4 separate regions of the Mus musculus genome follow, and regions 1, 2 and 3 are each linked to region 4. Evidence: chromatin contacts called from public HiChIP or PLAC-seq and promoter capture Hi-C data. All regions are on one chromosome and are shown on one strand. Each heading gives the region's core, a stretch centred on a gene start, on an enhancer-like site or on the middle of the called end of the contact. The rest is flanking DNA. Distances are from core to core; before and after follow the strand shown.

Evidence for each region. Promoter capture Hi-C pulls out the DNA fragments that hold promoters and counts their contacts. HiChIP or PLAC-seq counts read pairs in DNA pulled down with a chosen protein or histone mark. Capture Hi-C pulls out chosen DNA fragments and counts their contacts.
Region 1: a contact with region 4 is called in a promoter capture Hi-C map of liver, with 2.8 times the contacts expected there. The contact joins the promoter of Oscp1 here to the promoter of Zmym4 in region 4. A contact is called at or near these places in 2 of 39 promoter capture datasets (both in liver).
Region 2: a contact with region 4 is called in a promoter capture Hi-C map of adipose tissue, with 2.5 times the contacts expected there. The contact joins the promoter of Ago3 here to the promoter of Zmym4 in region 4. A contact is called at or near these places in 3 of 39 promoter capture datasets (the C10 cell line and liver), 1 of 484 Hi-C or Micro-C datasets (embryonic stem cells), 1 of 115 datasets of contacts at active chromatin or transcription factors (neural progenitor cells) and 2 of 9 other capture datasets (adipose tissue and liver).
Region 3: a contact with region 4 is called in an H3K4me3 HiChIP or PLAC-seq map of bone marrow-derived macrophages, with 4 times the contacts expected there. The contact joins the promoter of Map7d1 here to the promoter of Zmym4 in region 4. A contact is called at or near these places in 3 of 39 promoter capture datasets (cranial neural crest and liver) and 3 of 115 datasets of contacts at active chromatin or transcription factors (bone marrow-derived macrophages, neural tube and pancreatic cancer cells).

What each region holds. Positions count from the first base shown.
Region 1 is chr4:126,053,675-126,060,240 of GRCm38.p6, forward strand. It overlaps Oscp1 (organic solute carrier partner 1), which reads left to right and starts at 4,891. Exons shown (of 10, transcript NM_172701.3): 1 at 4,891-5,118. The coding sequence starts at 5,007. Mrps15 (mitochondrial ribosomal protein S15) reads left to right here. Exons shown (of 8, transcript NM_025544.2): 7 at 1,287-1,478; 8 at 1,706-1,862. The coding sequence ends at 1,843.
Region 2 is chr4:126,426,969-126,433,901 of GRCm38.p6, forward strand. It overlaps Ago3 (argonaute RISC catalytic subunit 3), which reads right to left and starts at 2,574. Exons shown (of 19, transcript NM_153402.2): 1 at 2,300-2,574. The coding sequence starts at 2,318.
Region 3 is chr4:126,252,953-126,259,530 of GRCm38.p6, forward strand. Map7d1 (MAP7 domain containing 1) reads right to left here and starts at 3,367. Exons shown (of 18, transcript NM_001347198.1): 1 at 3,065-3,367. The coding sequence starts at 3,110.
Region 4 is chr4:126,965,493-126,972,244 of GRCm38.p6, forward strand. Zmym4 (zinc finger, MYM-type 4) reads right to left here and starts at 2,735. Exons shown (of 30, transcript NM_001114399.2): 1 at 2,324-2,735. The coding sequence starts at 2,362.

The DNA.
Region 1 (6,566 bases), core at 3,641-6,140, 910 kb before region 4:
CCCTAGTAAGGAAAACACTCCCCTCCTGCCTCTAGAGAGACAAAAGGAGCCTTACAGACTCCGCTGGGAGTTTTCTGTGGTCAAGAAAAAAAAACTGTAGAGCATGGTCACTGCCTGGGACATAGTGGGTGCTTAGTAAACAGTTTTTAAATGCATGGATAATAGCTCTGCCACTTCTACCTAAAGTCATGGTGACTTTGGGAAGCCTATTGGTCTGAGCCCATGTTTTTCAACATCTGTAGAGTGGGACTTCTGCCACAGAAGTGCAAGGATTACAAGAATTGATACTAGCAGTCAGTGTGGTACACAGCCCATCTCTAGGCTCTTAGCCGGTGTCTCTCATAACCTTTAGAACCGCTTCTTTCGAATCTTTCAGAGCAGCAATCTCACCATGGAGTGTCCTCAAGGACACTGTTAGGGAGTGACGCCTGACACATCTTGGCAGTCTTGCCCAGGGCCCGTATACCATTGTGTCATTGCTCAGCTGAGCATCACAGAGCTGCTAGAAATAGGAAATTGCTGGTGTTTTGGTCCCTGTGCCGAGAAGGCTGGTTTTGAACTCTCCATCCTTTCGCTTCAGCTGACTGAAGCTAAATTATAGGGTATGTGCCATCAGACCCAACCACTAGTGGGGTGGTTGTTGTTGTTGTTTCAATAAGTATGCAGTTGTGAAGACAGACTGATGTAGCCTTGAGTGCTTCCATGAGCTGGTTGAACATGCTCTTTTTGAAATTAGTTTTGGTCATTTGAGATGTAGAATCCCAGCTCCATTGCAGAGCCCCTCAGGGAGCAGGACCTGGAACAGAGGATAGGGTTCTCTTTCTTCCTACTCAAGCTGAGTCTCCTGAGTGCTGGAGAAGCTCAGTGGATGCATGCTACAGGGAGACTGAGATTTGGAGTCAGAGCAGGCCGTAGACGCAGATTTAAGGCGTGCCCTCAGGGTCCACAGTCTAAAGACCTGTGGCAGGCAAATAAGTTCTCTAAACCTGTTTTCCTGTCTGTAAACTGTGAACAATGACAATAGCTCCTGCAGAATTGTAGTAATGTTTACATCAGATTGTAGGGGCATTTCAATTAATTGATGAGATGACCATATTTTCATTAATGGGAAGAAATGCTAATACTTAAATACTGAAATTAGGAGTAAGTATAATGGCTTAAGCCTGTCATCCCAGCAAGCAGGAAGCTAAGACAGGAGAATTGCCATGTGTTTGAGGCCAGCCTGGGTTACAAAGTGAGTCCTTGTCTCAAAACAATGACTGATACTAATACAGCCTCTCCTATAGGACAAAGCCCACAAACGCCATCTGCTGATGAGCATCGACCGGAGGAAAAAGTTGCTCAAAATCCTCCGTCAGACCAACTATGATGTCTTCGAAAAGACATGCAAGGAGCTAGGGGTGGAATATACCTTACCCCCTCTGCATTTCCAAAAGGTTCACCGCCGCTTCCTGGCCAAGAAGGCTCTGTGCATTCGGGTACGAAGTCATACAGTTGGTTGCTTTGATCAGCCTCCCTGAACTGAGGTACAAAGAGTAGGAGAGAGAAGCAGTCTGCTTCTGACCAAGGCCTAGAACTGGCTCAGGTCACCAACACATGCAGAAAAAAATAGGGTTTCCACTGAGATAGTTCCCACCGACCTGCTCCAGATCCAAGGTCTTACATAAAATTACAAAGTCTTTTCTTACCCCCTTTCAACCACCAGGTTTACCAGGAGGTGCAAAAGCTGAAGAAGCAAAAAAGGGCCTTAAAAGCTGCTGCAGCTGCTGCCAAAAAAGAAAAAAATGAGGGGGTGCCAGAGAACCCTTCAAATGCCGTACCAGAGAAGACCCAAGTGAACTAATAAAGTCTGTTCCCGTGAAGAATGATGGAAGATGGCCTTCTTTTTAACCTGAGCAAGAGGAGTTTATTTTTAATTTTGCTCTGGGATCTTGGAGGCAGAGTCCCTGCCATCACCCCAGAGGACGCAGTCATAGAAACAAATACATGGTGTTTCAGAGTGGTAATGCCGGTGGCCGTAGCTGTCTACTGGACGGTCCTAAAGGATGAGGAGTTCACTGGCCAAGAGAAACGGCATTTAGGCAGAAGAACTGCAAGTTAAAAGGGAAAGAAATCTAAAGGCTGACAGGAACAGTGAGACTCAAACACTGTAACTTTGGAGTTAGGGCTTCAGTCTGTGAATGGGACTCAGGTATAAAAACATTCAGTTTGCCGGGCAGTGGTGGCGCACGCCTTTAATCCCAACACTTGGGAAGCAGAGGCAGGCGAATTTCTGAGTTCAAGGCCAGCCTGGTCTACAAAGTGAGTTCCAGGACAGCCAGGACTATACAGAGAAACCCTGTCTGGAAAAACAAAACAAAACAAAAAAACATTCAGCTTGCCAGCCAGTGGTGATGCACGCCTTTAAACCCAGCACTCAGGAAGCAGAGGCAGGCAGATCTCTTGAGTTTGAACCCAGCCTAGTATACAGAGTGAATTCCAGGACAACCAAGGTTACACAGAGAAACCCTGTCTTGAAAAACCAAAAAAAGAAAAAAAGAAGGGAATGCCACCAAGAGAAAGATGTGTTAATGTGCTACCTAAGAGCAGTTGAGAGATGAGGGATGAGGGCTGAACCAGCGCAGTTTGGGAGCTGTTGAGGTACCTGAGGCCCTGGGTGTGTGGTTGCCTATGGATACTGAGCCCTGGTGTTTGAATGACTAGTTCCAGTACTTGGGAGAGACATTATCATTTCAAGGCTATCTTGAGTTGCATGGCTACTTTGAGGCCAGTCTAGACTACATGAAACCCTTTCTCCAAAAGTTTAATCGCCAAGAGAAGATATGTAATAAAAAAAAAAAAAAAAAATGGGCCATGTGAGGATGGGAAAATTGAGATCATCTCTGAGATGGAGGAGGAGGTGAGTGGATAGAATCAGAAGTGAAGCTGGACTGTTTGGTTATCACCTCCAGGAACACTGAGGGAGGCCTTAATGAGATGGAGACCTGTGTAGAGGTCCTGTGCTACAGGACCAGGCACCAGCCTTGGGAGAGAACGCCACAGCAGTGGATCAGGCCTGCAGGGAAGGCACTCTTAAATGCAGCCATGGGCACTTCAATATTGCCTGATACTTAAATCCTTTATTCCTCAAGCCGGCTGCCTTTCTATTTTTTTGTAGGGGAGGAGGGGAAGGTAAGGGGGTTCCAGACTGTCCTGGAACTCTGTAGACCAGACTGGCCTTGAGTTTAAAAATCCACCTGCCTCTGCCTTCCAAGTGCTGAGATTAAAGGTTTTTGCGGCCACTGTCCTATTTTCTATTGAAAACAGGCTTACGAAACATAGACAACTTGTCCAATTTTGAAAGCTGACTAGTGTTCAAACCTAGCTCTCTCTGGTTTTGGATTTTTGTTTTTAAAGATTTATTCATTTATTATATGTAAGTACACTGTAGCTGTCTTCAGACACTCCAGAAGAGGGCGCCAGATCTCGTTACGGATGGGTGTGAGCTACCATGTGGTTGCTGGGAATTGAACTCAGGACCTTCGGAAGAGCAGTCAGTGATCTTAACCGCTGAGCCATCTCTCCAGCCTGATTTTTGTTGGTTTTAAAGACAGGGACCCAGTCCTGACTGTCCTAGAACTTGCTATGTAGACCAGGCTGGACTCTGCTTACAAAGTGCTGGGATCAAAGGCAAGTGCAGCCACACCTTGCTGCTCTGTCTTGACCCTATCCAGTCTGACAGTACACAGAGGCAAACTCTGAAAGGGACCGTGTTCTGCCAAAACTTGAGATAGTGTTGGAAGCTGGGCAGATAACAAAATGCATAAGGCCCACCAGAAGATAAAGATGTTTATTACAGGTGGGGCTGAGGTGTTAAGCTCATGTGCCGGGTCACAGCACTCCCAGAGCCTGAAGCAGGTGGATCTCCGAGTTTGAAGCCAGCCTGGTCTACAGAGCAAGTTCCAGGACAGCCAGGACAACACAGAGAAACCCTGTTTCAAAACAAAACAAAAAGGTTCAAGTTGTACTAGACAATTTTAAAAAGTTTGGCTCTTGGGAGGAAAGAAAAACGACTAGAAGGTGTGACGTGGAGGATGCCACAAGCAGGAAGGAAGACATTGAAGGAATGAGCTGTGTTTTGTAAGCGGCGCCTTTTGAAATTTAGTCCAACAGCATCAGAGCAGTGACACAGAGGAACGTAGGAATGCAGAAAGGGGAATTAAGGAATGCGAGGATTCTACAAGGAAAAGGAGGAAGTGGCTGATTATTAAAGGAGGTGGATGTAGGTTCCAAAGCTCAAGTCTCAAGATTGCTGTGGCTGGAGAGAGAAGTGCTTAGCAGAAACACTGATGACGAATCGTCTGAAAAGGTCCAGCCGTAGGTGAAGAAACGCGAGGGTGCTACTTAAGTTGCTAGGAGGGCCGGGCTGGGTTGCCTCACTGAGTAGTAAATCCGGCGTAACATCGCTTCCAGGAGGGGTTAGAAAGGAGACAAATGATATAACTAATCGAGATGAGGGATTATAATAACTCAGAATGCCTTCGTGGCGCTTGCCATGACCTCACTGGTTCCTCTGCACGTCCCTGGGAGATAGTTCACAAATCTGCCCGCAGCACAGCAGGCCATGGCGGACCGGGACGCTAGACGACTCTAGGCGAACGACTCCGAAGACGCTGGGGTTGATTTTCCTAGTTTCCGGTGCGATGGCTGGGCCACGGCAGATACGCGCGGCTGGCTGGAACGCTCCCGGCGACACCAAAGCTAAACTGGAAAACTCAAAACCAGCGCTCCCGGGAGGCCAAAGGTGCGCGCCTCCGTTTGAACCAATCCCCTGAAGCGATCTTTGTCACTTAACCCAATAAGCGCCGGTCTTCGGCCACCTCCTATCAATCCACCATGTGATTGGTTCGCCTTTCTGTTCCCGGCGTTGCCCCAGCAACCGGGCTATGGACGCGTAGGGGCCTCCAGGCTGCTAAATCACAAACCCTGGGGTTCTTCCTTCATCTACCCTGCGGGTTTCCGGCACTATGTCGGTTCGGACTCTGCCGCTGCTCTTTTTGAACTTGGGCGGGGAGATGCTTTACGTCCTAGACCAGCGACTGAGGGCCCAGAACATCCCCGGAGACAAGGCCCGCAAAGGTAAGTAACGCCCCCGCAGCCTTGATCTGTTCCCTTCCTCACCGCACTAAATGTCCCTATACAGAACCGCAGCCTAGCACCAGCCCCCCTCCAACCTCCGTCCTGATACCCAGGCCGACCGGCACCTGACCCCCTTCCCCTCATCCCAATAGCCAAACCGATGCCTCTGCGCACTTCTCTTTGACAGCCGGGTATCTTTCTCAAAAGACGCAGAGCCCATGCAGTTGGAAGCCCTCCGGAGTCAAATTAATTCTCCAAAAGAGCATTTCCCCACAGAGAAGCCTAATACATTGGACATACTTACAGTGCCTGAGCCCTCGATTTCCCAGTCTCTGGAAATCTGTCTATTTCCAAAAGTAGTTACAGTTGACAAGATACTTTTGGCAGGTATAACCATCCGTTAACCCCCACAAAACAGATGGGGACGCCCGCGTCTCTGTCCTCCTACGTAAGCAGAAGCCTGGTCATGCTCATTTCAGAAGCCATTTCTAGAAATGTAGGGCCCCAAAATAATATAGATAAGAACGAAAACATGCTTCTTGATTTTGCAAGTGTTGGAAGGGGTTGCAATTGTGAAAATACTTTTGGAAGGCTTATAAAATGCAAAATTATGCCATGTGTAGTGCAGAGAGAAACGACCACCCAAAACACGCTGCCAGTCTATCTTACTTCTCAGCAAACAACTTTGTTCACCAAATTTGCTGGGCTATTGTATTTGTAGGCAGAGGAGTAAACATTTATCTAAAGGACAACTGAACACTAATGAAAGCTCGATTTCCTCCCAACAGCTTATGTCCCCTCCATTGATGTTAAACAGGCACATTCAGATGGTGTGTCTGATTTTGTGTAAGTGCATACGTAAACAGACAAGAGAACCCTCTGGACCACTCCCTTCCATTCATTCCCAGCCTTGCTACCAGGGGCTTTACAAAATGCAAATATGTCTAGTGGGGCTTTATAAAATGCAAATATGTCTAGTATGTCTCTCCTCAAAATTGCCGACAACCTTCCACTCCTGTCTAAATGGAGACCAAGTCCTAGGCAGAACACGTTGGGGCCCTCCGATTAGGACACTGTCTTAGTCAGGGTTTCTATTCCTGCACAAACATCATGACCAAGAAGCAAGTTGGGGAGGAAAGGGTTTATTCGGCTTACACTTCCATGCTGCTGTTCATCACCAAAGGAAGTCAGGACTGGAACTCAAGCAGGTCAGGAAGCAGGAGCTGATGCAGAGGTCATGGAGGGATGTTCTTTACTGGCTTGCCTTCCCTGGCTTGCTCAGCCTGCTCTCTTATAGAACTCAAGACTACCAGCCCAGAGATGGTCCCACCCACAAGGGGCCTTTCCCCTTGATCACTAATTGAGAAAATGCCTTAGAGTTGGATCTCATGGAGGCATTTCCTCAACTGAAGCTCCTTTCTCTGTGATAACTCCAGCTGTGTCAAGTT
Region 2 (6,933 bases), core at 1,324-3,823, 540 kb before region 4:
AGATCCCCTGGGACTGAAGTTATAGTTTTGAGCTACCACATGGTGCTAGGAACCAAACCCGGGTCCTCTGCTGAAACAGCAAGTGCTCTTACTTGCTGAGCCATCTCTCCAGCCCACATAGCTAAAAAATGTCAAATCTGAATTTAAAACCTAGTTGTCTATTTTCCTAAGTATGTTTCAATTTCACATTCACTGTAACAATTACATAAAAATCGCAAGAACAACACAAAAAACTCTCTCTCCCTTTTTCTCTCTGTTTCTCCTTCCTTCCTTCTTTCTTTCCTTCCTTCCTTCCGAAGGGTCTCACTATGTAGCTTTGGCTGGCCTAGAACTCACTATGTAGACTAGACTGGCCTCTAAATCACAGAAACCCAGGTGTTGAGGTTAAAGCCATGGGTCGCTGCACCCAACCAAAAGAATCATTTTGATGGTAACAACCTTGAGCCTGATAGTAAACAACAGCCAGTCACACATAAACTTCACTGAAGAACAAATTCTATGTTTCAAGATGGCCAAGCATGGCTGGTAGAACTGTTTTGTTTGTTTTTATTCAATGAACAACAATTTGGTTGTTTTGTTGTTTGTTTAGACAAGGTCTCACTAAGTAGCCCCAGCTGGCCTAGAACTCTTTATGTAAATCAGGCGGGCCTCCAACTCACAAAGATTGAACCATCTCTGCCTCCTGAATGTTGGGACCGAGGTGTGAGCCACCATTGCCAAACTAGTTAATAAATCTTAACTATACCTTCCCTGATGGGAAGACATCAACTGCTCTATATTTTATCAAAACAACACCCAAAAAGAAAAGGTACATTTTACTGAGTCAGGCTTAGCTAATTGTATCAACTGAGTAGTTGGCCCTATATCACAAATAATCAACACATGTCAATATTTTCACATAAAAAGCCCAAATAGGGAAAATACTCAATTTGGGGGAAAGCTCTTCAAAAGTTTTAGGTAGATGATTAACACAACCTTAAATGTCATATTTAGTTTTCCAGGCTTGGCAACAGGGTAGCTATGTAAAAATCAGAGAGCTGGAAATAATCAGATTATCTTATAAAGTAAAAGCAGTACAGACAGAATGTAAACTTTTAAAGCATAGAAAATACAGTCTGGAAACACACATATTGATAATAAGAGTCCAAAACTTCACAGCCTAGACATATTTCACTGTTAAGAAAATATGAGAAAAAAAATGGAACATAGAAAGGGAAAAAATGGTAGACACTGAGTAGAAAGAAATTCCACATAATAAAGGAAATGCCTTTTTGTATCCCTTCGACAATTATGCCCTGAACTGATTTGAAGGCCTTCTATGTTGCTAGTTTTAGTTTTGGGTTTTTTTTTTTCTCTTATATTTGGGGACCTTTCAAATTGGCAAGATGAGATATGAAATTCAGTGACTTGCTAGGACATAATAACAAGGCAATCCCCCAAATATATGAAAACAATATATTACTGATCTTGTGGATGGAGAGAACTTTCAAACTGGAGAACAGGGTGACTGCTGGGCCAGCAGGCCGTTATGTAACACCTATTTCATGTTACTCTATCAACTACTTTAGAATCGCTGACTACTTTTTCCTTTTTAAAGACAAGCACTATCCAGGCCGGCTTCCTTTCTCAAGACCTCTTTTTTTTTTTTTTTTTTTTTTCCTCAAGAGACAAATCCTAAATTCCAGATTTCCTGTGCAGGGAATAGAAAATAGAGGGGAAATAGTGTCAGCATCCTGAAGCTCTGCCTTCTAGTAAGCAGTGGTCCAGAGCGACAGGACATCTCCGAGCTCCTCAGAAACTACACACTCAGACACTGAGAACCAGGGGTGGGAGCAATGCCATCTTGCATCTGACGTCGCCCGAGCACCAATTAGAAACGTAATCATTGATTATCTCAGAGTATCCTCAAACTACACTAATAGGTAGATAAGGGTTATGCCTGACTTGTTCTGCATCCATGGGACACACGACCCGGTTAAAGGACAAGCGCGCCCTTTATATTTCCAACAAGAATTCCAAAAGCAAGGGCAAACTTCTCTCCATTCTCAGGGGAAAGCACTCTAGGGGGATGTCATCACCTACAGAACTCCAAACTTAAGCCCTCCTTGTAGTTTCGCCAACTCAATGACCCCAAGAGTGTAGGTCCCTGGGCTGTGGAGAGGACACCCGCATCGGGCCTGAAAGCCCGCAACTCCCTCACTATGTGCGCTGACAGCACCTGAAGTGGAAGGAACAAGGATGCTCAGGGGACAACATCGGGGTAACGACCCCACCTGCCCTGTCCCGCAGCTCGCCTCACCTGCGGAGCCGATTTCCATTCATGGAGCTGGGGGGAGTGCTTCACGAGAGAAGGGTGCCACCACAGAGGCGAGGAGCGGACGCCCTCGGAAAGCTCCGGGCACAAGAGGCACAGTCGGGAGAGACAGACAGCCTGCAGCGAGGTAAGAGCGGCGACAGTCCTGAGTGAGGACGCTGGAACCAGGTCCGGAACTTGCGTCGCCCACAGATGCTGACGCGTGCAGCTTCCCGACCCGCCAGCCGCCCCGCCGCCGCAGCCGCTCGCTTTTCCCGGTCGCCCCCGGAAGCCCGCTCGCGTCACTTCCGCTCTCCGGATCCCGCCCCGCTCTCCCTCCGGGTCGGCAGCTCGCCTGGAGCCAGAGCCTTGCGGGAGCAACAAGGTCTGGGGATCTGTGGGCGGGTGAGCCGGTGCCTGGCTGGGGCGGAGCCGCGGATGGGCGGTCGCCCTGCACCCGCTGTGCCTGACGGCGACAATCCCGAGCGAGAGGCCAGCTTTCCCCGTGCCAGCCTCCCGGGTGAGGACCGCTGCTTGAGGCGACATCGCTGCCTGCCCGCGGAGCTTACCTGAGGTACATCCTACCTGAGAGTGGCGGGTGACCAGCCAAGGGCATCCTCCCTCCCAGCTCCGTCTGCCACACCCGCTTGGAGCACGTGCACTAGGCGGTGACCACAAGTTCAATATAGTTTTTAAACGGATGAACAAGAAACGGGATGTTCCATGTATACCAGATGGAATTACGTTTATGTTTAAACAGTCTCCCAATACGTTGAGGAACCTAAACGACCTTCCGGTGTTTAAACACCTGCTAAACCTTCTCTTCCTTGGGACTCGAGACTTTTACAGCTAAATTGGTCAGCCTCCAGTTTCCCCGATCCGATCCAGTCTGGTGCTTTTCTGCTGACTTGGAACCTTTGGGAGACTAGACCCAGCTCATTATCCGGCAAATAGTCCGTCTTTTAAAAATACTTGGCTTCGTGAAACCAGATACTTCATGCAAGCTTAGCAATGATTCAGTATTTTTCCCCGTGTCCCAATGAACCAGTAATGTTTTGACATATATTTCTTTTTTAAAAAAGAGAATTGAGAAAGATTTTATTTTCACGATCCCTTCCCTCCCCGTTTTGGGTTTTTGGATTAGTCACTTTATCTTTGGACTTTAGTTTCCTCATCAGAAAAACTGAAAGGAAAACAAAAAACAAAAACCTCCCAAATGTTAGTAACAAAAATATTTACAATAGTTACAATTTTGAGGTACTTAATAAATATGCTGACTACATAATAAACATTTAATACATGGAAGTGACTCCAAGCCACATCTAGCACACCAATTCTGCCTCTCTTCCTGTTGACTGAAAAGAAATACTCTTATCACTTTTAAAATATCACATCCTCAGATGAATGAGCACATCTTAAAAGTCATGTTCAAGCTCTGATTATATACAATCCATATTGACCTAAGCCATAAGAACTAAATCTCAGACTTGTGGAAGGACCTATCCTACCCCCAATCTCTTGATTCTGGAACTAGTTCTTTGAATGAATGCAAGCTCAACTAGCTTCCAGAAAAACATGGTGTGGTGACAAACAGCATGCTTTTATTTGTTTTCAAATGTGTGTGGTGGTGTCTGGTCTCTGCACTTCTGGTGTCTTGGAGGCAAGAAGAGGGTGGCAGATTCCTGAGAACTGTTCAAACAGTTGTGAGCCATCCTGGGTGCTGGGAAGCACTTAGGTTCTCTGGAAGAACAGCCAGTGATCATAACCACTGATTCATCTTTTCGAAGGTGCTGCCTTTTTTAACACTGAAGGAAGATTTGCGTCCTTAGAGTCAGTGAAATCCAACAAATATCTGTGATGGGTTCCTATCTACTTTTGCTTTTACTGTTTTAGGGTAAACCCACATGAAAAACTCATGAATTAAAATTTAAAGTAGGGAGGCAAAAAGGTCTAGGAGATTCTTGCCGATGAAAAGTTGTATGAGACTTTCCCCTGGCCAAATACTGTTTGGGGTAACTGATTTCCAAATGAGCCTAATCTTGGGGACATAAAGTTTTGTGTATCTTGTTAACTGCCACACCTTCAGTACCAGAGCAATGCTTGTTGCTGTCCTGTAAGAGCACATTAACTATTTGCTGGCTGGCTGGCTGGATTGTTTTCAAGGATAGGGCTCAAGAAGTAGGATAAAACTGTGGCTTATGCCTGATGGCATCGATGGTTCTCAGAAGGAAGATCTATAAAACAGTACAAAGTCTCAGGTGCAGAGGAAGCAGTGAACACTGTGCACTGAGCATCCCAGCAGCCACCTCAGCCAGACAATGCAAATTTTCTTTAAATACGACTAAAAAAAGCATGAACTAGAAAAGTTAGAAAGACAGTAAATTTAACTTTACATTAATAAATTGGACATAAAAATGGGACGTTTTTTTCCTATTCATAACGAAAGGCAAGACATGGGTTAGGAAAAATTACATATATATGTACACATATGTGTATATATACACATATTATCTCCAACAAAGAACTTATTTCTTGAATTTTATATGCTTTCATAGCTCATTAAGACAAACAACCAAATTTAAAAAGGAGTAAACTACATGAACCACCCAACAAAAATACCAGGGTATCAAATAGTTACACGAATACATGAGTCGCCATGACAAAGCACATTAAAATACCAAATGCTCAGTGCATTTCAAACTTCCTACAGTAACGTGTGGTAAGGCCTTGAGGCCTCCAAATGAGATTCAGGGATTTAAGAATACTCACTTTCTTCCCAACTGCCACTGTTATTCTACAGCCCTTCATGTGTCTGTAGTCTCCTTCCTGTGTTAGGGAAGACACACCACTAAAAAATGACAGCCCCCACCAGTCGTTTCTAGAATGACTTGTGTTTGGATCACCAGCAACAAACACAATATAAAACATGGGCTGTAAGAACACATGGAGCCAAGGCTGAAGGCTCTCTACTACTCTCCATAAGCCAAGGTACCCACCCAAAGGTCCTTACCTGCTTCTGTCTTGTCAGACATAACTAACCTTCCTAGTCCTTACGATGCAAAGGATAAGTCCCATTAATGTAAGTCTTATAAAGGATGACTTTGCTGCTTTCCCAGTGGCATGAGAAAATGAGCCAGTGAGACATGAAGCCTGAATTGCAAGGGCATCCAGAGGAAGATTTCTTTGTTTTAGAAAGAAACACTGTAAGGGGAAAAAAAAGTCCTTCTATCTTCTGACATGGCTGCTTTGAAGGATTGCTTCTTTCATGTTCTCTGCATATCTTCCCAAGCGTGTAAACCTTCCTCAGCCTAGAGTCAAAACAATGTCTGGGAAATGAGAGTCCGTTTAGTATTCCAATGCATCATTACTGAAGTGATATTGACAGCAGCCTGGTAAAGCATGGCCGAGGCTTAGAACTTCTAAGTACGATCTTTCACTATATCGTTAACCTCTAAACCCTAACTGCCGTAAGATTCTAGCATCAAAGGCAAGAGGGAAGATTGTTCAACCAGTACTAAAAAGGCTATCTGTACTGGCTAGTTTTGTGTGTCAACTTGACACAAGCTGGAGTTATCACAGAGAAAGGAGCCTCCCTTGAGGAAATGCCTCCATGAGATTCAGCTGTAAGGCATTTTTCTCAATTAGTGATGAAGGGTGGGAGGGCCCATTCCTGGGCTGGTAGTCCTGGGTTCTATAAGAAGCAACGGATTGCTAAGTCTTTCAAAATAAAAAAACAAACACCTTCTGTGTCACTGGGTGGTGGTGGTGCATACCTTTAATCCCAATGCAGAGTTCTAGGCTAACTTGGTCTACAAAGCAAGTCCAGGATAGTTCGGGATCTGGTACACTGAGAAACCCTAACTTGAAAAACCAAAATAAAATAAATTTGTCTTATTTCAACCAGGAATATGTTGTTCAAGTTCAACCAACTTCCTTTAAGATTTGCAGCTAGAAGGATCCTGGTGTCTAGGCGGCCATATCCCAAAGGGATTTGACAGGTGGTAACCAAAGGCTTAGTGTTATAATTTGCAAAGTCATAACACTTGGCCTCCAGAGGACTGCTAGACCTATTATATGTACACTGTCTGCCAGTGATAATTCCACAGTGGGCTCTCCGCCAGAATCCTCTGCACCTTCTTCCCCAGTGTTGAGAAATCAGTGTTCTAGTAGTACTAGGGAAGATACCAGACCTCGCAAGCTCAACAACTATGCCACCAGCTTAAGATACAAACCCAAGAAACCCCTGAAGTTGGGGGTGAAAGTATCCGAAAGATAATTTGCTGACACCAAGAGATCTTTTCCTACTCTGCTTACCTGAAGATGCAGGAACATCACGTTTTGGCTTACTTAAAGTTCAGGATTATAGACTCCATCCCTTGTGTTTTTGTTTGGCTGGTTTTGGTTTTGGTTTTTTGAGACACAGTCTTACTATGTTGCTCTGACTGACCTGAAATTCAACATATGCATCAGGCTAGCCTTGACTCAGAGATCACCAGTCTCTGCCTCCCAACTGTTGAGGTTAAAGGTGTGTACCACCAAACCTGTCTCAGTATCACTTCTTGATTTGCCCCCTCCACACTCATGTTCTCCAGCTCACTTCACTCATCCTCAAATACATCTCTCTTGGTATCTATCTGCCT
Region 3 (6,578 bases), core at 2,117-4,616, 710 kb before region 4:
GGATATCTGCAGTCCATTGGGCCGGTCTCCCCAACTTCTACGGGGTGTGCCACAAAGCCCATGCTCTGCGGCACCACATTGGCAGGCAACCATGGTGCTTGCCCTTCTTCAGAGAACACATCTGCTCCCCATCTAAGTCAGAATAGGTTCTGACTGACTGCATTCACCACCTCAGCGCAACCAGCACCCTGCTGTCACATGGTGGGGCCACAGGACAATGTGCAGAGACCCGAGTCCTGTTTTCTCTCCTCCTGCCAAGGAGAACTTCTCTCTTGTCCAGGTGCCCTCCAGCTCCTCACATCAGTCTAGGTGTCCCTCGCCTGGTATTCTGCCCTATTTATACCAACCCCTCCCCCTTTCTTTCTTTCTATTTATTTATTATATGTATGTATTTATTTATTATATGTAAGTACACTGTAGCTGTCTTCAGACACACCAGAAGAGGATGTCAGATCTAATTACGGATGGTTGTGAGCCACCATGTGGTTGCTGGGATTTGAACTCAGGACCTTTGGAAGATCAGTCGGTGCTCTTATCCGCTGAGCCATCTCTCCAGCCCCCTCCCCCTTTCAATTCTAATGGGGGGTCCATCTGAGGTCCTCAGACCTCTGACAGAATTAGAAATGATATCAATAAAACACAAGCCTAGGCTGGCATTGACCAAGTACTAACTGTGTGCCAGGGGCTAAGTTAAAGAGCCTGGTGCCCCTAAGGGGTCATTTCTAGCACTATTCTTACTTTCTAGATGGAAAAACTTAAGATTTGGGTTAAGAAACAGCCCCCCCCCCATCGTCCAGTGGAGGTTATGACGTGGAACTCATCGATTCTAGTGTCTACACTCTGAGCTGCTTCCCAATCCCCGCCCTCCCCCACAGTTCACGCCTCCCCACTGGCACCAGTTGTAATGAGCCTAACCACAATAATGGTAATCACACTTTAAGGAGGGTGTCTGGTGCCTGCATGCCAGCTTCCTTTAGGTTCATCATCGCCCATCGACCACAAGAGGCTCACAGCGCAAACCCTGATCCATGTTTTCCCCGGGGAACAGAATCCCTAGGTCCAGGGCACTAGTCAGGAAACAGCTGTCTGGGATTTCCATCCAGGCCTTCTGACTCTAAAGGGGATGCCACCCTTGTCCCCTTACCCCATGCTGTCTGTTACAGCTCGGTGTACAACTAAGCACCTGAAGAAAGCAGGGTCACGTCACCAACACTCAGAGCCCTAGACCACTGCCCCATATTCTCCCCGGACCACTGCCCCATATTCTCCCCGGCGCATACTATGGGCCTGTCATTTACTCTCAGGAAGTCTTGGCTTTGGTCACTTTCAGATTCTCAATGTATAGAGAAACAAGGCATGATCCTGACCCAACCTGTCCTGTAACTCCATCTAGATCCCTGTGAATAGAAGAGTTTTCTCATCCAGACCTCTGCATGTGGCCTTCCGCACTCACCTAGGCCCTCAAGTACAGCCAAGCATCCCACCCCTGCCCCCATACACAGTCTGGGCCACTCATCCAAGTGCCCTAATTATAAACCAGCCCCGGCTAAGGCTGTGTCCCTGCCCTCATTTGGGCTCTCGTGCACACCCCAGTGCCATGAACTCTCAGGTGCAAAATACCAGTAAGCAGATGGCTAGACCAGGCTGGGCCTCCCTAGGTGTCCCCTCTCAGGCTCCGTGGAACCAAGACAAACTGGACCACCCTCGTTGCCAGCACAGTCTGTAAACCTCCAGAAGCCCACCAATCTCCACCTACATGTCATAGATCCCCACCAAGCACCACGAAGACACAGGGAGGAGCCCACCCACAGCCAAGCAGCCCCCACCTCATCCTGGGTGCTCTCCACCCCTATAGATGCTCTCAATCCGGGGCTCCACACCCCAGGGGGCAGGGAGGTGACAGGATTAGGCTGGGAACTCTCTGGAAATGTGGGGATGACTGTGTGAGTGGATCAGGACTTGGGTCCTCAGTAATCAAGCTTTTCCCTCCCCTTCCAGGAAGAAAGAGTCCTCCCTCCAACACGGGGCCCAACCAGAATTCTGTCCCCACCCCCTCGTCAGCTGCTCCCAGATAGAATGGGGTTTGCAGAAGTCCAGAACACTGGTGGTTGGTGGGGTGAGGGGTGGAAAGGAGAGCTTTGGTGGTCTAGGGCATTGAGACTCTGTGTGTGTGTGTGTGTGTGTGTGTGTGTGTAAAGCATCCAAAAACCCTCAGTCTGAGGGAATGATGTGGCATGTAGGGAGTGCCATCCTTGAGCGGTCACCTCATTCTACAGAGTCCGGCCCAAAGAAGTGACGTGGTGCCGGCAGACCTCTGTCACTCCTGTCCCAAATCAGACTGGGTGGGCTCTGAAGTAGGCCTGGCTTTTGGGAAGGCGGCCCACTCCCCAGCTCCCACCCGCGCCCCAAACAATACCGCCTCCCCCTCCCCCTCGCCTTTATCCGGCGGGTTACTTGGCAGCCACCGCTAAAGACCTCCCCCTCGTCTCCCTCCCCTCCTGGTCGGCCCACAACAGCAACAGGCCCTTTGCGCGGCAGCTGGACGGATGGGGTGGGGGCGAGGTCTGGGCCAGGGCCTGGGCGTGGGGGTACGAGGGCCTAGCTTCGGTATGCATAGTTCCAGACCTGAGAATCTGGTACCCTAACACACATATTAAGACTAAGGTCACACGTGCCCGCGGAGGATGGAGAAGACAGTAGCTCCAGCTCAGTAAAAGAGGATCTTCAGAGTCTGGGGTGGATCTCGAAGGAGAGTGGGGGTGGGGACGAGAGGATAGCACCAGGCTGCGGCAGAAGGGTCACCCCATCGAATCCCTAGCCGGGTTCCCACGGATCCCGATGCCCCGTGCTTCCCGGCGCGGAGGTTGGGGGGAGGAGGCAGCTGTCAGAAGATGCGTCCGTGGCCCGGAGCCTCGGCAGCGGCCACAGCCTTTATTTTTAAACTTCTAAGTGGTCAGAGGGCGCGGGGGGGAGGGGTCCCCGCCCAGCCGCCAGCCTCATCCTCGGCCGCCCTGCGGCTACTCGGTCCCCCTCCGGGCTCGCTCTTGTGTGGCTCCCGGCTTACCTGCGGGTGCGCCCGGGCCGGGCTCCACACGCGGGCCACTCTCCATGGCTGCGGCGTCACTGGAGGTTTTGGGGGAGGGTCTCAGCCGCGACGGCGGCGACGGCCGGAGGCCAGGACCAGGGTCCCGCGGCGCATCCCGCCCGGCCCGCCCAGCGGGCAAAGACCCAGAGGCGGCGGCGTTCCGAGTGGGAGAGGTAGAGGCCGGTGGCTAACGAAGCTCTGAGTAGCCAGCTACCCGAGGTCGGTCCTCCGCGACCGCGATTCTGCTCCTTTGCCCCGCGCCGGCCCAGTCCTGGTCGCGGCCCAACCCTATTGTACCGCCCGGGCTGGGCCTGGCCTCTCCGAATGTACCAAGTGCGCGGGGGATGACCGCCCCCGCAGTGATGGAGTACGGAGCCACCACGGGCACAACCAGAGGGCTCCGACACCGCCCTGCGATGCAGCTCCCGGAACTTCACGATGCTCCTTCTGTGGTCGCCGCAGGGCGGACGCCGAGCTGGGGGCACGCTGCTGGCCACACTGACTCCCCCTGCGGCCGCGCGTTGGTACGTGCCGCGCGCCTGAAGACTATGTAGGGAGCTCTCGGGTGACTCACCGGCCGCTGGGACTAGGGGAGTGGGGTGCTGGGTTAGGATCCCCTATTCTCTCTCTGGATGCTGGAGGCTCTAGCGTGCAGTCTAAATTCTCTCCCAAGCCTGCCTCAGACAAAAATCTTTATTGGGGGGGGGGCGTTGCAACGCCTGAAGAACGGTCTCATGGAGACTCCTAAAAGGGCTATCCTTTCTCTTTTCTGGTGATGGCTGCGAAGGCGCTTTTCCTCTTGCACCCTAGGGTTGGTGTCTTCTCTGTTTCTCTGGGAGTAATTACAACCCTGTAAGGCGCTTTACTCAGGTCTCTAATCTGCTGGGGCCCTCCCTGATCCAAACTGGGTGGTCCTAGCCTAGAGCCTCCCCTACCTTCATCAGAAGACCCCCATCCCCCGCCCCCACATCTCTCCAGAAGGATTTTTCTTTCCTACGGCTCGTCGCGATAAAGAGTAGTAAGCCTCACTTCACCCTCCTCCCCGAAAATACTCGGGGCTCTGGAGTGGGCTCTCCTATCTCCTGTTTCAATGCCCGCCCGCTGAGGTGAGGGCTTCGAGCCAAGTCGGGCTTGGCTTCGGACAGGGTGCAGGGAGCTTGCTGGGAAGGTGGATCGATAGTAGAGGTACTGGTGCAGAGAGGACCAGACTGGAGGGAGGAAGGAGGGGCCGCTGGGCTCTGCCTATCCTAGCCCTGCTCTTTGTCCTGACCTGGAGGTCATTTCTCTAGTTGTCCACAGATTAGGGCCAGGGAGGCACTGTCTCCCTGTCTCTCCTTCCCCTTCCTAACCACTGGACCCTCCTTCCTTAGAGCACCTCCACAGAACAGTCATTCCAAGGGAGAGGGCAGGGAGTACGATTCAGGGAAAGGGAGAAGTTTCAGGCAACCTAGCAGCAGTTTCTATCCCAGTAGTAAGTAACTGGCGCTTTGAACCCTGGGGGGAGGGGGGAGGGAAGATTCGCCCGAGGTGGAGGCTGAGTGACTTTAGAAAAGGATGGTGCTAAAGGCCAGCAACGAGAGTGACACGTCTCCTGAAACTCTAAAGTTGATAAACAGCAGTAGTGATGTGGGGGTGCAGTGCAGCCCACAGTGGCTGCCTAGCGTGCACTAAGCCCTGGGCTCGGATTTCCAGCACTACATCAAGCAGGCGTGATGGCACAGGCGTGATGGCACAGGCCGGCAATCTCGGCACTTGGAAGGTGGAGGCTGGAGGATCAGACTTTCAAGACAGGCTTCAGGGGGAAAAACAGCTTGGTGGGTAAAGGTGCTTTCAGCCAAACCTGATGATCTGAGTTGGATTCCTGGGACCCACATGGTAGAAGAGAACGAATTTCTGCAAGTTGCTCTCTGATCTCTGCACTCCTATGTAGAATTAAGAATGTACTTCATCCCGGGAGGCAGGTTTCTGAGTTCAAGGCTAATCTGGTCTGCGGATTGAGTTCCAAGACAGCCAGGGCTACACAGAGAAACCAACACACAAACACACACACACACACACACACACACACATAAATAAATAAATAAATAAACAAACAAAAGAAAAAATATATTTAGATTGGGACTCACTGTGTAGCCCTGGCTGGCCTGTAACTCACCCAGTGTACCAGAATGGCCTCCAATTCACAGAGATCCACCTTCTTTCTCCCTGGTGCTAGAATTAAAGGCACATGCCACCAATTTTTAAAAGTAAGGAATATAATAAAACTCCCTTTAAATAGTATTATAATATTTAAATAGTATTTATAATAATAAATAAAAACCCCTGGTTATGGGGCAATTTTGAGGGCAATTGGGATGTATGAGATATGCTTCACAATAAATAAAAAAATTAAATTAAATGGTGCCATGAAGTATTTTGAGGGTCATTGTAAAGATTAAGTAAGACAATGGAAATGAAGTACTTAGCATAGGGCCTGGTATATAGGAAGTGCTGAGTACATATGATGATGACGATGATGGGAACTCAGATATAAAAGAGGATGAAGATGACATTCCATATTTGCTGTTAGTCATCCCATCTGCAGGATGAGGTGATCACATGGATACTAGAGTCCATGGCTGTCTCTTGTGAATCCAGAGGTCTAAGGTTTACATTGTCCAGAGCTGGGCATAGGCTCGTACTGAGCCCTGCAGAGAACCCAACAAGGGACCAGCTGCTTGGGCTGGTTTTCCTCCTACCTCCCAGTCCTGGGATAAAAAAATGGGAGTGGTGAGATTCCCACAGTGGGGAGAGTTCAGGAATAAAGAGGGACAGTGGATTTAAAGGAGCCTAAGAGCAAGAGATTCCAACCTGGGAAAGATATGAAAACTGGAAATCTGCACTTGTGTCTGATCATCTAGGACTGGCTTTGGGGAGTTCTCTGAACTGGGCAGGGGTAGCTCAGGTGTGTGGTGGTTGGCTGCATCTTCAGTCCTCCACCAAAGGCATGTTTGCATTTACACAGGCACTCTGGAGGGCATTTTGGTCAGTGTTTAAGGACACTTTTTTTGTTACAACCGAGGGTGCTATTGGCATCCAGTGAATGTGAGACAAGAATATGGCTTTAAAAAATCCTACAACCCTGTCACAACAGAAAATTCACGGACACAGAATGCCTGAGGTACCAAAGTTGAGGAACCCTGGCCTCAGCCTTTAGTACTGCAGAGCAGCTGGGTATCTGAGAGGTAGCCAATGGGAGGGGCAGGTTTCCTGGCCAGCAACAGCTAGAGCATTCTGGCACAGCTGAAGGGCCTATATGGAGCCTGGGAGAATGCCTTTTGGGGAGCCAGGGCAGTGCTACAGCCCTATAATGCGTTTGGAGTAGGCAGGCAGAATAGACACTTCTCTTTTCTCCCTGTAACTGACCAGGAGCTCCAGCCCAGCAACTGATGATTAACAGATTTATTTATTTGTTTGCTATTTATTTATTTAGAAAAGACTGGTGCCTTTATGT
Region 4 (6,752 bases), core at 1,485-3,984:
AAAACTGTACTAGCTGGGCAGTGGTGGGACACGCCTTTAATCCCAGCATTTGGGAGGCAGAAGCAAGCGGATTTCTGAGTTCGAGGCCAGCCTAGTCTACAGAGTGAGTTCCAGGACAGCCAGAGCTATACAGAGAAACCCTGTCTCAAAAAAAAAAAATTCCCTGCAATCCCTTTTCCACCTGCTAAATGTAATATTTACATACATGAGAAAGAATATACTTAAACAGTCTAATTTTCCTAAGATACTCTATAAAGCAAATGATATCACTAGTAACTGCATATCTCTGAATTTACACTATAATCTATCCTTTATAGTTAAATTAGTAGACCACACATATCACATGCATTCACTCAAGATAATGAAGATAGTTTACTACTAATCAGAAATTAGAAAACAATTCAGAATTTCAAAACATATGCATTCTATATCAGTACTTATTGTAAATGACCTGTTTGAACATACATTATATTAATACAGCTTAACCTGTTCAATGATAAATATATGAAGAGAGCCCAACATTTTGCAAACCTAAGACAACCAACATTACATTTTAATTATTAAAAATGCTAAAATGCAGTGTACTTAAAAGACTAATGGGGGCTGGTGAGATGGCTCAGTGGGTAAGAGCACCCGACTCCTCTTCCGAAGGTCCAGAGTTCAAATCCCAGCAACCACATGGTGGCTCACAACCATCTGTAAAGAGATCTGACTCCTTCTCCTGGAGTGTCTGAAGACAGCTACAGTATACTTACATATAATAAATAAATAAATCTTAAAAAAAAAAAAAAGACTAATGAATGACTGGGTAAAGAGATGGCTTGATGAAATAACTAGGTTTGGTAAACAAGAATCTGGGAAAACTGTCAATAGTAGAATCTAGGGGTTTGGGAATGCAGTAGCACCCTGAATCTAAACTGTATTTTTACTTTTATTGATGGTTATAAAGTTTTCTAATGACCTGTTAGAAACATCATTTACATTTTTAAAAAGAGAAACTCCTCAGGCTAGGAGTCTACCTCAGTGGTATAGGCTTGTCTATCAGATGTTAAGGCCCAGGATCCAATGACAGGACTAGAAGAATTAAAAAAAAAAAAAAACCTTAAATGCAACCAACACAAGCATTTGCAAACCTGTTTTCAAATCTCGGATCAAAACTCTGGACTTTGCAAACTTAATTATGTAAGATAGGAAATAAATCTACATTTCAGCCACAAATGGGCTGCATAGTTACTGTGAGGTTGAACTCTTCACAAAGCACTTCGTGCAATGTCAGGCACACAGTCAGCACTCAGGATGTTAACAGTATGCATCTTTGAATAGACATTTATGCTGAATGAAAAAGCATTTTTGGTTAAGATTCATGTTTTAAGCAGCTTGGTTTAACAACTAACTCATCATTTGGAGACCATTTCCAAAAGGAAAACTCCTGATAGGAAACTTAACAAACTTGATGCTTAACATGCTGGGTGAGGGGAAGTTTAAAAAAAAAGCCTTGAAAAACATTACTCAGTGGATAGTATTGTTCTCCATCTGAAGAAAATGAATCACAACTAAATTAAAAATAAAAAAAGTTTCAAGACAAACTTTTAAACGGCTTACAACTCCTGTGTAGACAAGGCTTTACCTAGGGCAGGCAAGGCTGGCTGGGTACATCCTAAGGACAAAACTTGTCACTCTTCCACGTTACTAACTGCAGGTAAAGAATGCTAGACTATAACACATCCGTGGCTATCAGAACACATTCCCCCAACTTCAAGACGACAACCCCACTTCTTCTAAGGTGAAGAGAGCACCATGTCCACTTTGGGGCTTGATAACGGTCAAGGGGGAGGGGAGTGGAGGCAGGAAGATGAATTGGCTCCGGGGTTCCCGCAGCACCCTCCCGGTTACTCCTCAGGAAACGACCAATCCTCCACGACTTCTTCCCGCCACCTCTACCCCCACCTGACCTCTCCCCAGAGAAACTTCCATAGACTCCCTTTTCCTCGAGGATGCAGAAGCGGAGTCTGACACCTTGCGTCTCCCAGGCTCCCCCCCCCCCCGAATACGCACCACCACCCACACGCCGGCAAAGGGAGGGGAGCCAAGCGGACCACGGCCCCCGCCCCTCCCCCTCCCCGCCGGCCACCGAGCTTTGTCCCACCTGCCGAGGGGACCCCGGTGCCGCCTCGGGCCGCCCCTCCCTCCGGCCGTCGACCACCGCGCCACCCGTGAGCTCCGGGCTGCTCGGGGCCGGCCGCGCCCCGCCCCCCGCCCGCCCGCCCGCCCGCCTGCCCGCAGCCCGCAGCCCGCAGACGGCCCGCGGCCTCACCTCACCTACCCTCTTTCGGGGGCCGGTCTCCACCTCCCGCTCCGCCATGTTGGGCCCCGCTCGGAACCGCGGCGGCTCCCGGCGCGGCGGCCGCGGCCCCTCTCGGCCCCCGCCCACACTGCAGACACCGGCGCTTCACCCGCTGCGGTTCGGTCCCCCTCGGCCCCCGCCGGGCCTGGCGCGGGAGTGACGAGGGGGGCGGAGGCCCGCGCGCTTAGCCGCAGCTCCTGGGGTCCCACGGGCGGGCGCGTGGGCGCAAGGGCCTGCCGGGGCAGGGGGGCCGGGACTCGGGGGGTTAATGGCCTCCAAGGGGCCCCGTGAGGAGGATTATTTTCTCTCAGAGAAATTCCTCCGCCAGTGGTTTTCTTAAAGGGATCTCCAAACCAGCCCCTTGCGCGCGCCCCTGATGCGCAGGCGCGCCACAAGCCCCTCCTCCCTTTCCCACCAAGCCCCCGGTCCTGAGCGTGCGCGGTGAGTGGCCCAGGCTAGGCCTAATCCTGTTAGTCTCTTTGCTGCCAGCAGCTGCTCCCACCACTCAACTATGGCCGCTCCCTTAAAGGGACCATGACGAAGGGATGATGTCAGAATGAAAGATCTTAATGGAAGGACTATCTGGTGAAATGTCAGTGAGGGGTTCACATCACCACCCTACACCTGACTACAGAGATATTGCCAAAAGGAGAGAACCCTGATGAGCCAAAGTTCTCAGTGACCCTATGAACATGAAGAATCCCAACCAAGAAGAAAACAAGACTGTTATCTGAAGGAGAAACCAACAGCTTGTCAAGTAAAGGGCGTCGACTCTCAAGGAACAACTTCCAACCTTAAAACCAGATCCACTGGTAGTGTTGAAGGCAGAACCAATAACTGAAGACAATTTCCTCAATACCTGCTTGCCATTAGAATACTAAAATGAAAAAGGATCTTAGAAACCATCTACTCCATTGCTTTCAAAGTTAACATTGCCAGTATGGTCATTTGAAATAAATTAATTTACCTCAAGATATCGAGTGGCTGGTGAGGAGCTAGAACACAGTCTGGAATTGCATTCCTCCAGGATTCTGAACACACAAAACTGTCGTCAAGGCAAAAGAACATAAAATGTCAAGAGTCTTGATAGTTCAAGAACATGGCTGCTCTCCTGAGAAGTTTCATGGTGATGACCTGCAACTGCTGTGTGCCATCATTTGCCTCCACTGAAGGAATTTGAGGGTCTGACTTAAAGAATAGGAGCTTGAACTGTCAAGGCAGGAAATCCAAGGGTAGGCACTATCTTCCCTGAAGCACAACGAAGCCAAAGATAATGAGAGCTGAAGTCCCCTCTTGGATTCTTAATGAAGACATAGGCACAACAGACAGACATATAGTAAAAAATACAAGGAAATTAGTTTAGGTTGGTTGGAGTTGGGTTGGTTGGAGTTGGATTGGTTGGAGTTGGGTTGGTTGGAGCTAGGTTGCTATGTAACCCAGAGTGGCCTGAAACTGCTGGTCTTCCTGCCTTGACCAAGTGCTTGGACTGCTGGTATACTAGGAAATCCCCAAAGAACTAATTAAAAAAAATGTTTAAGTCTCTGAAGAGTTGTTATTCTCCATGGCAATACAAGGGGACCCAGAGCTCCTCTGCTCACAGGGTGAAAGTTGCTCTACAGCTGTACTTCTGTGTGTAAGTCAGTAGCTCTTTGAACCCAGGAACATTGGCTGAACACTGAAATGGCTGAAAGTTTCCATGCTGGTCCTTGATTCTCCCTTGGGCCTGTTATCTTTTGTTTCACTTATGGGTAGAACAAAAAGAAACATGTTCACTTCTGCCAGATAATGTTTTTTTTTTCATATCCTAGACTCTTTCCTTACATGTCCAAAGCAAAAAACAAATAGAAAGGTTAAGAAAATATGTTTTCAGGGATTGTAGTTAAATATAAGACTGGATGGTTTCCACCTTTTTATGGGCTGTAGACTACTCCCTTCTAATAAAATCCAACAGCTTAAAAGTGGAACTTCTGAAGGGAACAGTTGAAAATAGATACCAGCCTGGTCTGCATAGATTGTCTAAAGTAAGAAAAGGGGAAAAAAATCAGGGGCTGGAGAGACGGCTCAGCGGCTAAGAGCACTTACTGCGCTTCCAGAGGCCCTGAATTCGATTCCCAGCAACCACATGGTGGCTCATAACCATCTGTAATGGGATCTGATGCCCTCTTCTAGTGTCTGAAGACAGCTACAGTGTACTTACTTACATATAATAAATAAATCTTTTTTAAAAAATCAGGAAAAGTGAAACTTCTGATATTCAACTGAAAGTGGGGACCCCAGCTTCAGCCATGTCCTCTCTTCTTCTACTCATGCATCCTCCTATCATTAGAAAAATGCCAGGCTTTTTTTTTTTTTAATGGTTTAAGTGCATTGTTTAGTTCGACTACACTATATTTTCTTCTGCAGTGCTAGGGACCTCCCTCACAATGCTAAGAAAGCATTCTCCCAATGAGACACACCCCAAGGCCCGTTTCCATGGTTTAAGATGAAACCAAAGCCCAGGTAAAATGTGAATAGCAAGAGATCACACAAAGGATTAGTAACAGCATTCAGGGCTGACAGGCATCTTGATTCTCAGCCTAAGGCTCTCCAATACAACAGGAAGTTTCTAGAGGTCTGATAAGTTGGGTCTTGAATAATAGGCGTGATTTGCACATTCCAGAAAACATAGGAGCGTGCCAGGGACATTCCATGCAATTATTTATATAGAAGGAGAAAAGAGAAAGCATATAGGGAGTACCACAGACCTAACCAAAATTTACAAAGAAGTTCATAGATATCAAGAGACTAGTCCAAGGTCATTAAAAGCAAGACCAAGATGAAATGCAAACATATGTATTCCCTGGGATACTTGAAATTTCATAAAGGCTACAAATTGATGACCCTGTGGCCAAATATGTCTGACATACAGATACATATCTGATTTGTCTCAATACAGTTGGTTGGTTGGTTGGTTGGTTGGTTGGTTGATTTGGTTTTTTCAAGACATGGTTTCTCTATGTAGCCCTGGCTGTCCTTGTTCTGTAAACCAGGCTGGCCTCCAACTCAAGAGATCCTTCTACCTCTGCCTCCAGAGTACTAGGATTAAAGGTGTGTGTATTAGTCAGGGTTCTCTAGAGTCAAAGAACTTATGGGTAGTCTCTATATAGTAAGGGAATTTGTTGATGACTTACAGTCTGTAGTCCAACTCCCCAACAATGGTCAGCAGCAGCTGTGTCCAAGGATCTAGCAGTTGCTCAGTCCCACAAGGCAAGCAGGCAAAGGAGAGATTTCCTTCTTCCAATGTCCTCACATAGTTTTCCAGCAGAAGGTGTGGCCCAGATTAAAGTTGTGTACTGCCATGCCTGGATCTGGGACTTGCCTTGTCCCAGATGACCTCAAACTCAGAGATCTCCTTTCCTTAATCTTTTGGGATTCATAGCCACTATGGTTCAAGATCTCCATGCCAAGATCCAGGTCAGAATTTTCTATCTCCCAGCCTCAAGATCAGGATCACAGGTGAGCCTTCCAATTCTGGATTGTAGTTCATCCCAGATATAGTCAAGTAGACAACCAGGAATAGCCACTACAATCCACCCCTTGTCAACTTGACACAAATAATATCACATGAAACAATAACAAGGTCATGAATACGCCTAACATGATATAACCATTCCTCATACAATCACAAATACATTTGTAAACTTACAATGGGACAAAGTCCCTTGGGAACATTCTTTTAGTGTCTCAACTTAAATACCAATTGATGTTAAAGAAATCGGAAGACAAATGTGTCCTTAAAATAAAACAGAAGCATTCGTATTACTTTATTTATTTATTTATTTATTTATTTTTAGATTTATTCATGTCCGAGTCCACTGTAGTTGTCTTCAGACACACCAGAAGAGGTCATCCGATCCCATTTACAGATGGTTGTGAGCCATCATGTGGTTGCTGGGAATTTAACTCAGGACCTCTGGAAGAGCAGTCAGTGCTCTTAACCACTGAGCCACCCCTCCAGCCCCCTCGTATTATTTTATAATCCTTGTTTCTGCAACTGGTTATGTGGCCTTAGCTGGTATTTATAACTACCTTCCTATAACTACACAGTCTGTATTTCCTCTACCCTTGGCAAGCACCTCAGCAGGTCTTGGCTCTTTTCCTGGAGGAGTGACCCATACCTTCATTCCTGATGGGTCTGCATCCCTTGCCATCCTGCTTGGATTAGGCTGTTGTAGTTTCCCATTGACTTTAATCACAGGACATGGTAGTACTAAGAGACGCCCTAAGGGATCTCCTACACTTCAGACATAATCCTTTTTACCTGCATTGTGAAGAGGCAATCCAATTTCCCCATGGTAATCTAGATCTATCACCCCTCCTAACACTGTTATTCCCTTTTTAACCTGTTGGTTTAAGGGCATTAGAAGCC